2 separate regions of the Drosophila melanogaster genome follow, and region 1 is linked to region 2. A link is a contact called in public HiChIP or PLAC-seq data. All regions are on one chromosome and are shown on one strand. Each heading gives the region's core, a stretch centred on a gene start, on an enhancer-like site or on the middle of the called end of the contact. The rest is flanking DNA. Distances are from core to core; before and after follow the strand shown.

What was found. HiChIP or PLAC-seq counts read pairs in DNA pulled down with a chosen protein or histone mark.
Region 1: a Pc HiChIP or PLAC-seq map of the Kc167 cell line shows a contact between it and region 2, with 6 times the contacts expected there. The contact joins the promoter of Ugt302K1 here to the enhancer-like site in region 2. A contact is called at or near these places in 6 of 107 Hi-C or Micro-C datasets (the Clone 8 cell line, the Kc167 cell line, the OSC cell line and 3 more) and 1 of 6 datasets of contacts at active chromatin or transcription factors (the Kc167 cell line).

Annotation. Positions count from the first base shown.
Region 1 is chr3R:11,148,742-11,155,643 of dm6, forward strand. It overlaps Ugt302K1 (UDP-glycosyltransferase family 302 member K1), which reads right to left and starts at 5,108. Exons shown (of 3, transcript NM_001300352.1): 1 at 4,818-5,108; 2 at 4,493-4,752; 3 at 2,285-4,289. The coding sequence starts at 5,055. The coding sequence ends at 3,228. It overlaps Ugt302E1 (UDP-glycosyltransferase family 302 member E1), which reads left to right and starts at 5,885. Exons shown (of 2, transcript NM_144368.3): 1 at 5,885-6,157; 2 at 6,451-6,902. The coding sequence starts at 5,914.
Region 2 is chr3R:10,918,227-10,925,958 of dm6, forward strand. No RefSeq gene overlaps it. Among named protein-coding and RNA genes, the nearest start is that of lncRNA:CR45578, 24 kb to the left of the region's middle. Within about 2 kb of position 5,500, at least 12 of the 39 cell types and tissues checked have an H3K27ac peak or open chromatin away from gene starts, as enhancers often do. A contact at or near this core is called in the Kc167 cell line, where this site is marked.

The DNA of each region.
Region 1 (6,902 bases), core at 3,858-6,357, 230 kb after region 2:
GACAACGAGAAATGAGTCGGCCATAATGAAGTCTTCATATTTGTGTAGCAGCAGCAACAAATGAATGCCGTCAACATTTATTATTAATTTTAATATTTCAAAGAGCTCCGGCGAGCCAGAACAAACAAAAACACTTTAAAAAGAAGGCGCCACTTTTTTTTTGAGGAAAATGGAATGAAGTTTACATTAATATGGTTGTTAACCGATTGGATTTGACTGCATTTTGACTATATAATTTAGACATTTACTCACCATTTTATACACCTCTCGTTTGGCCGCCAGCGACAACAATTAACTTTTAAACCACAGCCAAAGGCTGGGCAAATTTAATCAATTTATTTTAAACTCTAAAAAAAAACAGTGCATTTCACTAAATGCGCAAGAAATTGTGAGTTTCATCTACTGAAAATATTTTGCTTGGGGCAAAGCCCAAAGTCTTCTACCAACATTTGATTGTTTAACGAAATTAAAATGGGTTAATTTATTAATAACAATCAACTTAAAGCGTCTATATTCCTAAAGAGGAATTTGTTTGCCTTAGCTTAAGCTGATAAATAATTTAAGTATACAAAAACTTTAGAGTATAGATATCAATACATACTACATATTAATTTGCTTTAAAACCTTTTAATCAAAACCAATTTAAACGCAACGGGAAAAATACTCAAACAAAGACTGAGCTTTTCTTTTGTCTAAACGGTGCAGTAAACTATCTGTCATCTTCTAAATTGCGCGTGTTAAAAATGCCAAAGCCAAAATCCAAAAGACAAAACGAACTTAATTTCAGCGGCAACCAGAAATAAATCGGTGCAAAAAAAGGTCCTTTAACAAGGAGCAAGAAAGGAAAAAGCGAGCAAAAAGGCATGAACAATGCAAACCACAAAGCGACGCTTTTGTTTGCCAGTGTCGCATGCAGTCAATCTATATATGTATGTATGTACATATATGTATATGCATGTGTATCTATATGTGTGTGTAAGAGTGTGTGTGCCGCCTGCCAATCAACTCAACAATCGCAATCAATTTGCCCCGCTGCATAGTCCCCAACTGCCCTTCCCCCAAACGAATTTCCCACCCCATTTTCCATTTCGGGCGCATTGTCATGGTGCAAGTGCAACTGTCATTTCAAGCGCAATCTCTGCATACATATGCTGAAGGGGAAGGGATGGTAAGGGGTTCGGTTGGAAAATGTGTGATATATCAGGAAAACCCCAAAAAAAAAACGTAAAATAACGCCCATGGCGCCGCAGTGCACTTTTTAATTACGATACTGCGACATTAAGGACCGCAGACATTACATGCATGAATCATAGCCGCAAGGTGTTTAAAAAACGAAAGGAAAACGATTTAAACCGGATGTGTTGCTCTTAAAAATAAAGAGTGCCTTTTAGTGGCATTTTCATGTAAACCGTTGAAGAAATATTTACTGCAAAAAAATATATATAAAAAGTTTAATGTTTAATGTATATTGCTTAAAAAAAGGAAAACGTAGCAAAGCCTGAATTGCCGCACCGAAGTAGGCATTACAATTTTCAAAATTATAGGCATAATACGCGAATCAAAATCATAATACGCATACGAAGCGTTGTACCGGCACACACACTCGTAAATTCGCCATTGTTATGCTAAATTTATTTGCCCCCACAGCCAACTGTTGTTGCTGTTTTCGGTTTGGTTGTTGTTGTTAACTTCATCAGAAGTACGATTGAAACGCAGCTTCCGTTTCCGCAAAATGGCTGTCAATGTGTGAGTGTGGTGCTGTGTAGGTGGGGGGAGTATTGGTGTGCCGGGAAAATTCCACTTTGCCTGCAAACAAATCAACTTGAACTTCCGTTTCATTTCGCTTTTTCTTGCCATTTCATATTCTTTTGCAACTTATCCCGCCCCCCGCTCGCCACTCGCCACTTACCCCCCTCCGGCAAGCTGGCAAAAAAAAAAAAGAAAAAACCCACTCAACTCTCAATTTTTATTTTCCCTTTACTGTGCATTTCGCCGACTTTAGCGTAAATTTACTTTTCACTTTCAGCGCGCCATCAAAAAGTTTTTGTGCATAGCTAACTTTTTTGCTCACATTACGTATATTTTCCATATTTTTGCCTGCTTCACTTCCTTTTGGCTCTCGCTCAACGTGTCTTTTCAATGGCATTGCACACGCTTTTACACTGAAAATAAATTGTGCTATTTTTATTTGCAATAATAGGGCTTACCATTGTAAAGAAGATAAATTGGAATATGCTACAAGGTTAAGTATAAGTATAAAAACAATAATATTTTTAAACAATTTAAAAATCTTTATGCTTTAATTCCTTCTCTTAGCTCAACCTAAATGTTTAAATAGTAGAATATATAGATAACCATTTCAGATATGCATTTTTCAACTTGCGCTTTTCGCTCAGTGCACAAACACACTCGGAAAAGCTGTCGTGTGTGTTGCAAGTGGGGAAACTCTGTCTTTTTGGCATTTCATTTCCTTCATTTCAGCCGTTTTGCACCTCGGAGCGGTTTCCTTTACTTTATTTTATGATTTTCTCCTCTTTTTTGTTTTTTTTTTTTGATCGGCGGGAGTGGTGTTGTGAATGTGGGCGGCCGGTACAGTGACACTCCTTGTGTTTTCCTATCCCGGGACTCACTCGTTCTGACTGGTTTTCAGCGACCTACGTATATTGATGCTGCTTAATTTAATGCTCGAGTGCCTATTTAAATTTTGCCCCCCATCTCATCGTCTGCATTTCCAATTTTGTTTTGTCATTTGCGTTTGGTTTGAATTTTACTCTCGTTTCGCTTGCTAGCGAAATCAATCAGCGGCCGGCACGTGTGTGCATTGATAACGTGGCCAATAATAGAAAAGCGAAATGTATTTTTGCCAGCCCATGAAAATACATCTCAACTTTTCGATGCGAGTTAGCGATTGTTTGTGCGCTGGGTGGAAAAGATGAAAACAATTTTTTGCAGCATGCTGTTAGGCAGTAATTTGCTTGTGGCATCAGGAAATGGATGTGGCACAATGGAAATGGAAACGGTTGACCAGAAATTCAAATGTTTGGCAATTACATCTGTTTGTTCGAGATAAATTCACATTATGGTTTTCCCAACGATCTGAATGCACAAACCATATCACCATATCAATTACTCTTTATATAGAATTTAATAACATAGCATGCTTTTAATACTTTAGTGTGGAAACTTATTTATCATAGATTTTTATACAAAAGTGCAAAGCTACATTTCTAGTTGCGTTTGACTTTAGTGCTTTGAGTTCTCTCTCCTTTGAGTAATAACTTTTTAAGCAGCTTATAGATAGTAATTGGCAGTACAATTAGCAACAGAACCATTACTACAAAAATAATTAGGAGCACATCAACATTGTGGTACTGCCACCAGTTCAGCCTTTGTGCCGCACTTTTCAAATAGGCAGCTCCTTGATGGCGGGTCACATGTTCCACCCAGTATATCGCATTTTCAATTGGCGTTTGTTGTTGATCCCGATATCGGAAGGATATGCCCTGCACCACTTTGGTGTAGGATGGCTCACTTGTAATCCGCTCGATTGCTTTCCGGAATTCTACGGCATTCAGCGTCTTGAAGTCCAGCATTATGCCATAGCCGTTTTGCTCGGCATGAGCCATGTTGAAAAACTGATCACTAAAGATCGGCAAACCGATCACGGGTTTAGCATGATAAATGGACTCCGTGGTGCTCAGCATGCCGCCGTGGGTCACAAATGCCATGATCTTGGGATGGGCCAATATGTCCGTCTGTGGAAACCAGTCGGAAATGTAGACATTCTCCGGTTTGTTGGGCAGGTTATCCAGCTCAAATTTCCAGAGAACACGCTGTTTGAGCCCACCTAATGCTTTCAGGATCTCTTGAACCTTTGATGGGGGTAAGTCCTTGGTCTTGAGATTCGATCCCATGGAAAAGTAAATGGCTCCATGTTCTGACTCATTGATGAATCTCTCGATCTTCTCGGGCAGTGGATTCCACTTTCCGTCGATATGCATGCCACCCACTTCAATCATGTTGGGTGAGTGCGGTCGCGGAAAACTTAGTGAAACATGTTGATTGATGAGCACCAAGGAGGCATTTCGGCGCATCTTATAGAAACACCTCTTGTTGCCCGGAAAGAACTCCTTGTATAACTTCTCCTGAGTCGGTAAGAAATAGTAGTCCAGTAGAACTCTTTCATAGCCAAGAAAAGCCACGTTCAAAAGGCGTTCGTACAGCGACATGTGATCGTTAAAGGGTAGCATTATGTGGGGCACGAACGAAGCTGGAGCGGGGGAACCAACCTGAAAAAGTTAAAATATATTTAGTATTTCAAATAATCCTTAAATAATATTATAAACTAAAGATCATCATTTCACCAAATGTGAAATACGACTGACTTCAACATAATGCTTTTCTTTCGTTTATGAAATTTGAACTTTCATTCATATGATATAGAAGATTCCTTTTTTGTTCGTTAGAACAAATCTGTTTATCCTTTACTTACCATATCTGTGATAAATGTCAGACCTCCACCGGTGGCCAATCCAATCAGTGGAGCATTAAAATGCTCTGCCAAGCCATAGTGGGCATCATTGTAGAAAGTCTCACATATGATCGCATCAAAGCTTTGGTTGCTCTTCAGAAAATCCTGGAAATTGGAGTCCTCGAAAAGGCCTCTGGTGATGCGAAATCCCATTTGATAATGATCGATGAGATTCTGAGTATATGTCTTTTGGATAGATGCCCACAAGGCTCCAATGTCTCCTAAGGAAATAACCGGTTTTTAAAAAAAGTATACTAAAACAACTATACATAATAAAAGTACTTACCTCCCATGACTTCGATCACATTTGGCACACTTACATCAGTATAACCAGGAATGGGTTTTTTCTGAGGAAAGACGGACACTACGGTGATTGTATGCCCAGCCTTGACCAATCCCTTGGCCAAAGCGTGTCCCACATTAAAGTGGGAACGACCGGCGGAATTCAGAACCATCAGGTAATTGTATCCACTTGAGTATCCCAAGCTGCACAATAGTCCCAAGATCAAGGTGAACGTACGCATGGTGATGAAAATCAACCGGCGAACCAATAACCAAACCGAACTGAGCGCGTTTCTGCAACACACTGATAATGCCTACTATGCTCAACATGGATCTGAGTATATATACAATCATTGTGAAATTAAACTTTTGTAAATTCAACGAGAGACCCAGCATGGAATTCGCAGGAATCAAAAGGTAAGCACACAATTTTGATTGTGGAAAATCGTGCTCGTCAAGTCGACTGTTGAATGACCTATATTTATCTATATCAATATATTTTAAGTTGGCTAATACATTTATAATACATTATATACTTAATTAAATTATTAGTTCATATACAATTGTATTACTTTACAATTATTACTCACTTTTAAAGAGTAGTGCGAAGGGGTGGAAATGCGCTGATCAATCAGCATTAAGTTCTCATGTTTTTGCAAATTCTCAAGAGAACTCAAGCAAACAAAAAAGTTTTTCGCTCAATAAAAATCTTTCAGTTAAGAGTAATTTATAATCAAAGAGAGAAGAACGAATGCTATAAGAGAGAAACTTTAACTCAACTAAACAAACATCGATAGAAAATAAAACAACTTTTTAATAAATTAGTTATTATTTAAGCAACGAGGTTATAAATATATCACTTTAACTATTAAAAATAAAATTTATTAAAACCATATTATTATATATTAACTATACCATGTATCATTTTCTCAATGAATATACAGACACACAAAGTTGTAAAAGAATATTCTTTGTGGGGCAGCCGCCACTTCAAACGTTTCACTAATCTACTGACAAAGTTTCTTATCAAATACTATAACTACTAGAAATTAAGTAAACCTGCTTCAGTCTGTTTTTTAACCTTCAAAGACGCTGTCGCAATGCGTTGGCTCCTAAATTCGTGGCTTTTGCTAATCTTAGCCCTTTTTGGCCAATCATGGGGCTATTCCTACCTGATGATCAGCCATACTGCATCGAAATCGCACTACGCCGTCTGCTTTGCATTGGCCAAAGGATTAGCCGCCGCCGGTCATGAAGTCACTTTGGTATCGCCATTTCCCCAAAGGAAGCCCATTAAGAACATAATTGATGTGGAAACGCCGAATATTATCACCGTGATGGGCGGTGAGTACTATCATATTATCGCTAATCAAAAAACTACAACCATTTGGCACGTATTGCTTATCGCTTGAAATAAGCGTTGTCATATCTGATAAGGAACACGTGAAAGTTGCCCAAATCTCAGGGGGTCAACAACAAATTGGTTATACCGGCTATTTTCGGGTATAAAAATCATCGAAAAAAAACATTAAGCATATTTATAGAACTTTAACTTAAGCGACCATAAAAACTAAGCTATTTTGGTGCTAGGAACTGGTTATATATTTGTTATTTAAATGCATTCTTTTCTCCCGTAGTTTACAAAGCGCGAATTCTGGAGAATGCCAAAAAGCCGGTTCTATTGCGATATCCAAGAATCAGTTTAATGGGCTTGGATATAACAGAAAGTCTTTTAAAGGAGCCGAAAGTACAGGAGCTATTAAAACAAAACCGCACATTCGATGGAGTAATCTGTGAGACTTTCATGAATGACGCCCACTACGGTTTTGCAGAACATTTCGGAGCTCCACTGATCACTCTGAGCAGCTTGGGTGCCACTGGTTGGACCTCTGATCTGGTGGGCACACCCTCGCCACCATCGTATGTGCCACACTCATTGCTGCGGTTCGGGGATCGCATGAATTTCTGGGAAAGGGCTCAGAATTTGGGATTCCAGATATACGAATTTGCCTATGAGAATTTGATTAATCTACCAAGACATGAAGCACTGTACCGAAAGTATTTCCCTAACAACAAACAGGACTTTTAT
Region 2 (7,732 bases), core at 4,250-6,749:
TGGCTAAATATTGATTGAACGAGTGAACTCAATATGCATGCCAGCCATACCCAACTAAATATGCATCCCATCTATCTCTGGGCATCATCTATATCCCAGACCAACGCGTTGGCCCATCTATCCATCTATCTGTGCGTTTCAGTTGCAGTCGTCTGTCGGGAACTGTTCCTGTTAGTTAGTTGCCAACTGCAGAAGGGCGTGCTGCATATTTGTTTGCTACAGGCTGACGCACTCACACTGATGCACCTTACTCACACATACGGACAGTTAGTACACACACATAGACACACACACTCAACCACCCACGCATACCACTACACCCACACGCACTGACAGAGTTGCATTTTGGGCCAGGTTATTGCTATGAAAATCGCTTTAAGCTGCCAAATGCAAACTGCATTTTCGAACTACGAGCGACAATGATGGGTTACGGGGGGCGATGGAGATGGAGATGGGAGGGAATGGGGATGGAGGCTTTGGGGTTGGCCAGCACGAGCACCTTTAAACGCCGGCTCAAAATCATGTTACCTGCACGTTTTGGCCATCTATCCAAAAGCGCTAAAACCTATCGCAGCCACACCACTCACTTTAGAAAATATTTGATTTCAAAATATGATAAATAACTTTAGATATTGATACTGAAGCAAATAGATCTAAATCTTAAAAAAAGGTATTAAAATTTTAGTTATTTACTTTTATTTTAAATTTGTACAAATGTATCTTATATGGATCAAATATATACAAGAAATTATATTACTCTATGCTTTACCAGAGGGATAAAAATATATGCAAATATTCAATTTGTCAAACCAATTATGTAAGGTTTTTCGTAGCTCATGAGCTCTACGAAGATTGATAAAAATGATGCCTTCTTTCAAACTGGTTTTCCAGTGTGCGAGACCTATGCAGGCTGCCTACTTTTGGCCGCATGCTTTCGTGTTATTGTAGATGCGAGCGATTTATTGAAATGCGCACACAGACACACTACATTGAAAGGGTGTGTGTGTGTGTATGCTTGTGTGGTGCTTTTTGAACAACGTTTGGCTGGCTCGTCGCTTGACGAGCTTCAATTGATGCTGTGGTCACGCTTTATTTTCATTGCAAGCCCCACGAGTTGGGGGCACTCGCCGCCCCTAACCGAAAAACCCCCGTAGGCAACCTTCGAACAAACTACGGTTTTCGGCGGCCCTGCATGCTGCCCTCTGTTTTCAGCTCCTGTCAGATGTCTCGGATGTGGCGGCCTTATTAGCCCCGCCTCATAAACGCAGCTAAACAGCAATTACTTAAGCTTTGTGAGCGCACCGAACCGAATCGAAATGGACAGCACCAGAACCGGACAAAGTTGGACTGGATGCCATCATTTGGGGCATCTACAGAGTGTACCAAACAAATGGCGATTTCGTTGAGCTTCACAAATGACGCTGTCAGCCGAACAAAATGCCATCCATCATACATGGGCATATGCTAAAGTGCATTAAACTGACATCAGCAGTCGGTTTATGTAAAATGCTGGCCAGGAAGCGTATACATTCCATTGTTTCCCATTTTACTGGATTTAATTGAAAGCGAGCAAGCCCTTGGTCAGTTTAAGGTTTATATTACTCATACCCAGTGATGCACAGCTAAAATTTTATAAAACTCACAAAAGTTTATAAAAGAAGTTTTTTATGTAAAGGTCTAAAAAAGAGCACATCGCCATGCCTAAAAACATAATATATTTAATGAAAAATTATTATCAACTTTTATATTGATTTCGCCAGCAAAAGCCAACACTCGTTGATTTAAGAAACCTTATAAAAATACGAAATACTACCGGGGAGAATATCGAAAAGAGTTACAACGTTGTGTAGGAATACAAAATAAAAGTAGATAGGGTTTTAGTCAATAAACCAACATATGTATTGGTAAACAAACACACTCACCTATGCGCGAAATAATACACACTCACACACACACTCGCCGGAAAGACAAACAAAGGTTAGGAAAAGTGTTGTCTTTGTGACTTTTTGGTTTAAGTGTATGTTGGGTAGTAACTCTTTATGTGGACGTGTGTATCAGAGAACTCAACAATTTTGAGTGCGGGTACTTACAAACACCCTGCATGTGCAGGCAAGCACCCGTGTGTGCGGTCACTTGCATCAATGAGGCACTCTGCATCGCGGGTGCCGATCACACTCGCCACTCATAACAGGTGATAGAGAAGGCAAACAATCAGAAAAAGGCCAGTGCCTAAAATGGGATGAGTGGCAAAACACTTATCGGTTTTCCGTTAAACACTTGGGTTTAACGGGAGTAGAGTGTCAAAAAACACCCGGGTGCCTAGACACCCAGTGTTTAGCGGGTGCACTTAGAGAGTAGTTCTCTGGTGTGTATACTTCATGCCCTGGCTTAATCACACACACACACACGCACTCAAACCCAGACTCTTGACATTATTTTTCGTCCTTTTTAAGTTTTACTTTCGCTGTGCGGGTGTTTAGAGCGAGAGGGCGAGGGAACAGAGAGGGAAAGGAATATGTAAAATAAATACAAATATCACGCATCGCTATGTTTTACAACCTGACATCATACCTACACATGCATGAGGATTTTGTATATGTTTTTATCGCTGGTTCTTGATACTTTTTTGTGGTTTTAGAATTTTATAGTAACCCATCGTGCTTCGTCCCTTTCTCATCCGAACGCCCTCTTTCTCGCACTTTCAGCATTTGGTACTGCCTCTATCGGAGACATGCAGAACGTTCAGATTTCATATGCAACTTAAATATTTACATTTGACTTAAATATGCGTATTTTCGCATAAATTACAAAATATTTCGCATTCCATTTTATTCGTGCACCACGCGATATATTTGTCATATCCACATATACGACTGTATATCCCGGCTAGAGCAAATTTTATGACATTGTTGTAATAAAATTTATTTGGTTTTTCTTATGGCTTCTGTCGTCCATTCCCATCCACCCCATCACACTTTCTCGTTTTGCAGTTAGTAATACGCTTTTTATACGGACCAGATTTTTGGACATAAACCCTAATGGTAAATGCTCAGAAAGGGTGAGGGTTTAAAGTACCTAGACATCCGCACCCCATCGACAAACCATCGCAGGATTAAGCTGAAAACTCTTTGACCAAGTCTAAAGTTACCACCGGTGAAGCCAAGCAAATGAAAATGATTTTGTTGTGCTCAAATCTGGATAAGAAATGAAATGGAAAACTCCCTAAGCTAGCCCCTGGGTGTGCTGGTCTCAATAACATATAGTTCGGTTTTTATCGAGTATTCAGTGTAATGATCATTGCTTGAAACACATGAGCAAAGGACACCGAACTCATTTAAATACTTGGAACTAATCGGTATATTATTATTCAGAAATATATTTAAAATTCTTTGTTATTATCCTCCTTAAAACAGATACAGCTTTTGACCAAAATGATTACCAATTATCTTAGTTGTACTTACCCAAAACCATTAAATAATAAAGTCTTGGTTGATTCTAAACCGATTACCATTAATATGAAGCTGACAAAACTTTTCTTGCCGCCGAGGAAAAGCGCGGCTAAAACCTCAACTAGAAATGCATTTTAAGCAATTTAGCACTGAAATAAAAGCGCTTCTCACACAAACAGAGACACCCCACATACGCATACATTGAGTGCGTCTGAGATGGCGAATCAGCGGGAGCGACAGAGACAGCCACCTGGGCGCTAAGCCAAATAAAGCTTTTGCTAAAAATCAAACAAAACGAATCGAGATGCGATTCGCCACGGAAATTGGAGGGGTGCGGCGAGCTGGGAAAAAGGAAAAGCGAAATTGAATCGTTTTGTGCGATGCAAATGCAAGGCGCATTGGGGATCACGACCTGTACGCGGTGGTCCCCATCCACCATCTCTACACTGAGCAACAAGATGTTGAGTAATACCTGAAATTATGATTGATTAGATATGATCAAGTGGGAAAATCCAATGATCACCTGATTATATCCTAGCTTTACGTGGAAAACTATTAGGAAAATCAGAAAAGAGTTCTGCATCTTTTTATTTGGCAATTTAAAGTTTGCATTTAGTGTCAGTGCATTGCAGACCCTAAAGAGCTCACTCTGCACAACTGCGGTTGCCACAAGCGGCTGTCTGAATGCCGGCAACGCATTGAATTTGACTTTTATGCGATCCATCGGGCTCCCAGCTATGCAGCAATGCAGCCACCTTTCTCGCAATTAACTTTTCATTGCCTAGTAGGGCAAACACAATTAGGGGCCATCCACAAAACTAAAAAAAAAAATCGAATAGTAGTAAAAAGACAAAAGGCAGGGGAAACTTTGACAATTATTTTACGGCGACTATAGAGCGAATGCAAAAAGGCCAAAGTTAATATTTGGCCAACTGGACAATGGTCCAGAACAGTTTTCCTTTCTTCCCTCTCCACAGGAAAAACCCCTTTTTTTTCGGGGACACCAGCCCACCGGCTGACTTTCCTTCAGTTTCGTGGGACACATGGCTTCGGAGCGAACTAGAGTAATGTCGTGGGAGCTAAAGATAAATAACACTTAAGGCAGCGATGGGCGGGGCCAAGGGATATGGTGTGGGGGCGTGGCAGGCGGCTTGGGTATGGGGGTAGAAACAATTTGCCGTTTGTGCTTTGAAAAATGCATGAGCCAAAGTAAATGGAAAAAGTTCAACGAGCAAGCCAAACACAAAAGCAACACAAAAAAAAAAACAACAAGCCCAGCCAAACGAGATGGAGAGGGAGAAGGATATATAGAGGAAGAGAGAGAGAGAGACGGGCCGAGTCGCAGATCGCCAGGCAATAGTTTTTTTTTTCCTCTACCACAGCTTTTCCTGCTCACGAAATATTGCGGTCTGCTTTTAGGCGCAATTTGACATTTTTTTTTTACCCAGCAAAGGACTTCTCCGATACCCTATGAAAATTTACTCTTGAATGGATGTCTAAACGATAGCCAAATGTAAAACATTTTTGAATGATGTATACCTTTTAAATGCATATTCCTGGAAACTTGAAACAGACAAAATGATTTGCTGTAATTTTTAAGCACCTTTCGATTTAAAGGACTATATATAAAGCAAAAATTTTTAAATGAGAATAGTATAGTTACGATTTCGACCTTAACCACCGACCATGCCTTTTCGCCTTTTGTCTTATTTTTCATTGGTCCCGGTTTTTAGCAGCTTTATTTATTTGTCGCTTTATTTGCTGACAAGAAATATAGACAATATTATGCCCCCGCACACACACACACACACACATATAAGCACTCAAAGGACCTGCGGAGGGTCAGAGGCCCAGTGCAGACATGACAGGACATGTCGGCGCTGACACTTAACATGCCCGTAGACAGTTATTAGGGTCATTGCAGGAGCAAAACCAACACAGGCGCACGATAGTCGTCCACAAGATAAGTTTTTTTGTTGTTTGCCGGCTGTTTACTGGCGTGTGTGCGTTTTAGAGTTTCAGGCCTGCTCGAAAGTATGCTACAATTTATAGAGCCTCCTTGTCCAGAGCTCAAATGTATATATCGACTTTATAGTGGCTTCTCTTTGGGGGATTGTTGTAGCTGCTCCTTTTTTTCTCTTGCAGGGTTGGGGATGCAGTGAAGTGTCTTTGTCAATGGCGTCAGGGGAGAATTTACATATGACACTCACTGGCGTCTGTGTGCGTGGCTAAGGGACGCGGAAGTGTGGTTTTTGGGGCCTGGAATGTATGTATTTAGTGCTCTTTTGTGCACACACATACACACATACACTCACACGAACAAGCCTTTGTGTTATTTTTAGTAAATTGTATTATAGTTTTAGTGCTCCCAGCTTGACATTGTTATTTTTTTTTTTTTACTTAAACTGGCTCCTGCCTTTGCAAAGCTATTTTGATGTTGCAATTTCACGCTTTGCCAACTTTGTCGACTCCAGGGGCAGTAGGCGAAACTCTGCTCTCGATCCAATCCTCGCAGGATGCTACTTTTAGTCTGGTCAGTTGCTTTGGGGTTAGGCTAAAAAATTAGTTCATTTTGTTGGATTTTATATCTGGTTTTTTTTTTTACTGAAAAGTGGACCTCATTTGGGAAAAACACGCGTCGCAAATAGGCTGGCAAATTGGAGGCCAAAAACAAATGGGTTAGTTTATTACTAGAGACATTTCTATTTGGTTCTAATAGAATATCACTGTCGAAGATATTGTAATTAAAAGTAATACAGAATTGTGCATACTTAAACTTTCGAGAAAAGTTCTGAAAAACTGCTTGTTCATAACTCATAAAATTTTACCCGCGTGCCGCACACATTCTGAATGTTTTATTAGATTTGGGTGGAGTGAAAGTTTACCAGACAAATTCACCTCCGAAAGAGGATATATGCGCAAATGTGTATCCCTATCAGGACCAACCAAGTTCTGTGGCCAACTTTAGCTTATTTGCCAACTTTTGTTATTTTGTCCAGAGAGATATTGGCTACCGAATGGTAACCAACACCTTCTCATTGGTGAGCTAAAGCCAGTTACTTCACGGTGCAGCAATTGGAATTCATTTGCCAACAAAAATACAACTTTTACATTTAACTGAGTAAATTTTCCAACATTTACGTTGCCTTCTCGCTAACCGTTTTTTTGCCCGTGCTGAATTTGTTTATTTGGCGTCGTATTTGTTGCAAGTTTCAACTGTCAAACACAACATCAATTTGTTCAAAAAATAAGCAACGCCAACTTTCTCGCCCCCCTTCACCAATAAACTGTTTTTCCCTTTTCCCATTTGCATAAGTGTTCGTGTGCTTCACTTTTTGTTTGTGTGTGTGTTTGGGTGTGGGGGTGCAAACAACAATACAACATTAAAAAGTCACATTCCTGCTGATTTATTTTGTAATTCAAAGCAAACTTTCCGCCGCGGGCAAAAACGTGCGAGACAATCGGCAGCATTTATGAGCCGTGTCCTGAGCGGGGGGTGGGGGATAGGGTTAAGATGTGGGGAATAAAATCATTAAAAGAACAATATATTTAACTAAATTATGTGGATTACATTGGAAGTATGTATTGTGTGCTATATCGCTTATACTGCAAACTACTCGAATGAATTGAACTTTATTGAAGTATTAATCTCATTCCAATAAGAATGGATTATAGTTAAACAAAGTATTTTTATAATTTATGGATCGCAATCAATAATACCTTACATTATCTTATCTCTCCTCTTGACACAATGTATTATTATCAATTAATACCGTTTCGAGAGAAATTTAATTAAAAGTCCTGCGAGCTCTGACCCTCGGCTTAAACTTGGAACTTGGCGTACACACTTCGGGAAACTATTGCGCAAATTAAGAAAAATACCCAATGCGGTTATCATTTTTTTCTCCACCCTCCGCCTCTTTTTTCCGCTTAGTTTTTGGATTTTCCCCTGCGGCTTGGGCTGTGCACAGTTTTTATTTTTTTTGTTTCGCTTCCTTTTTGGCCACAAGTTGCGCGCTTGTTTGGCCAAGTTGAGATCCCGGGAGGGCGGCAGTGGATGCTCGGCCGAAGTTGTGCACAATTTTCTAATTAAATTCATTTGAGACCCTCACGCACTCTGCGAGGCCAGCGAGCAGCTGCCGCGTGCCTTGCATTCGCGATGGATGAACCCTTTTTGGACTGACTGTACGGGCTGCACTCTGGCGAATGACCGATGTGCTGTGGAGCTACCCTCAGGCCGCAGTGGCATTGCGATTTTCCTCCGCCGGCACAATTTGCAATCG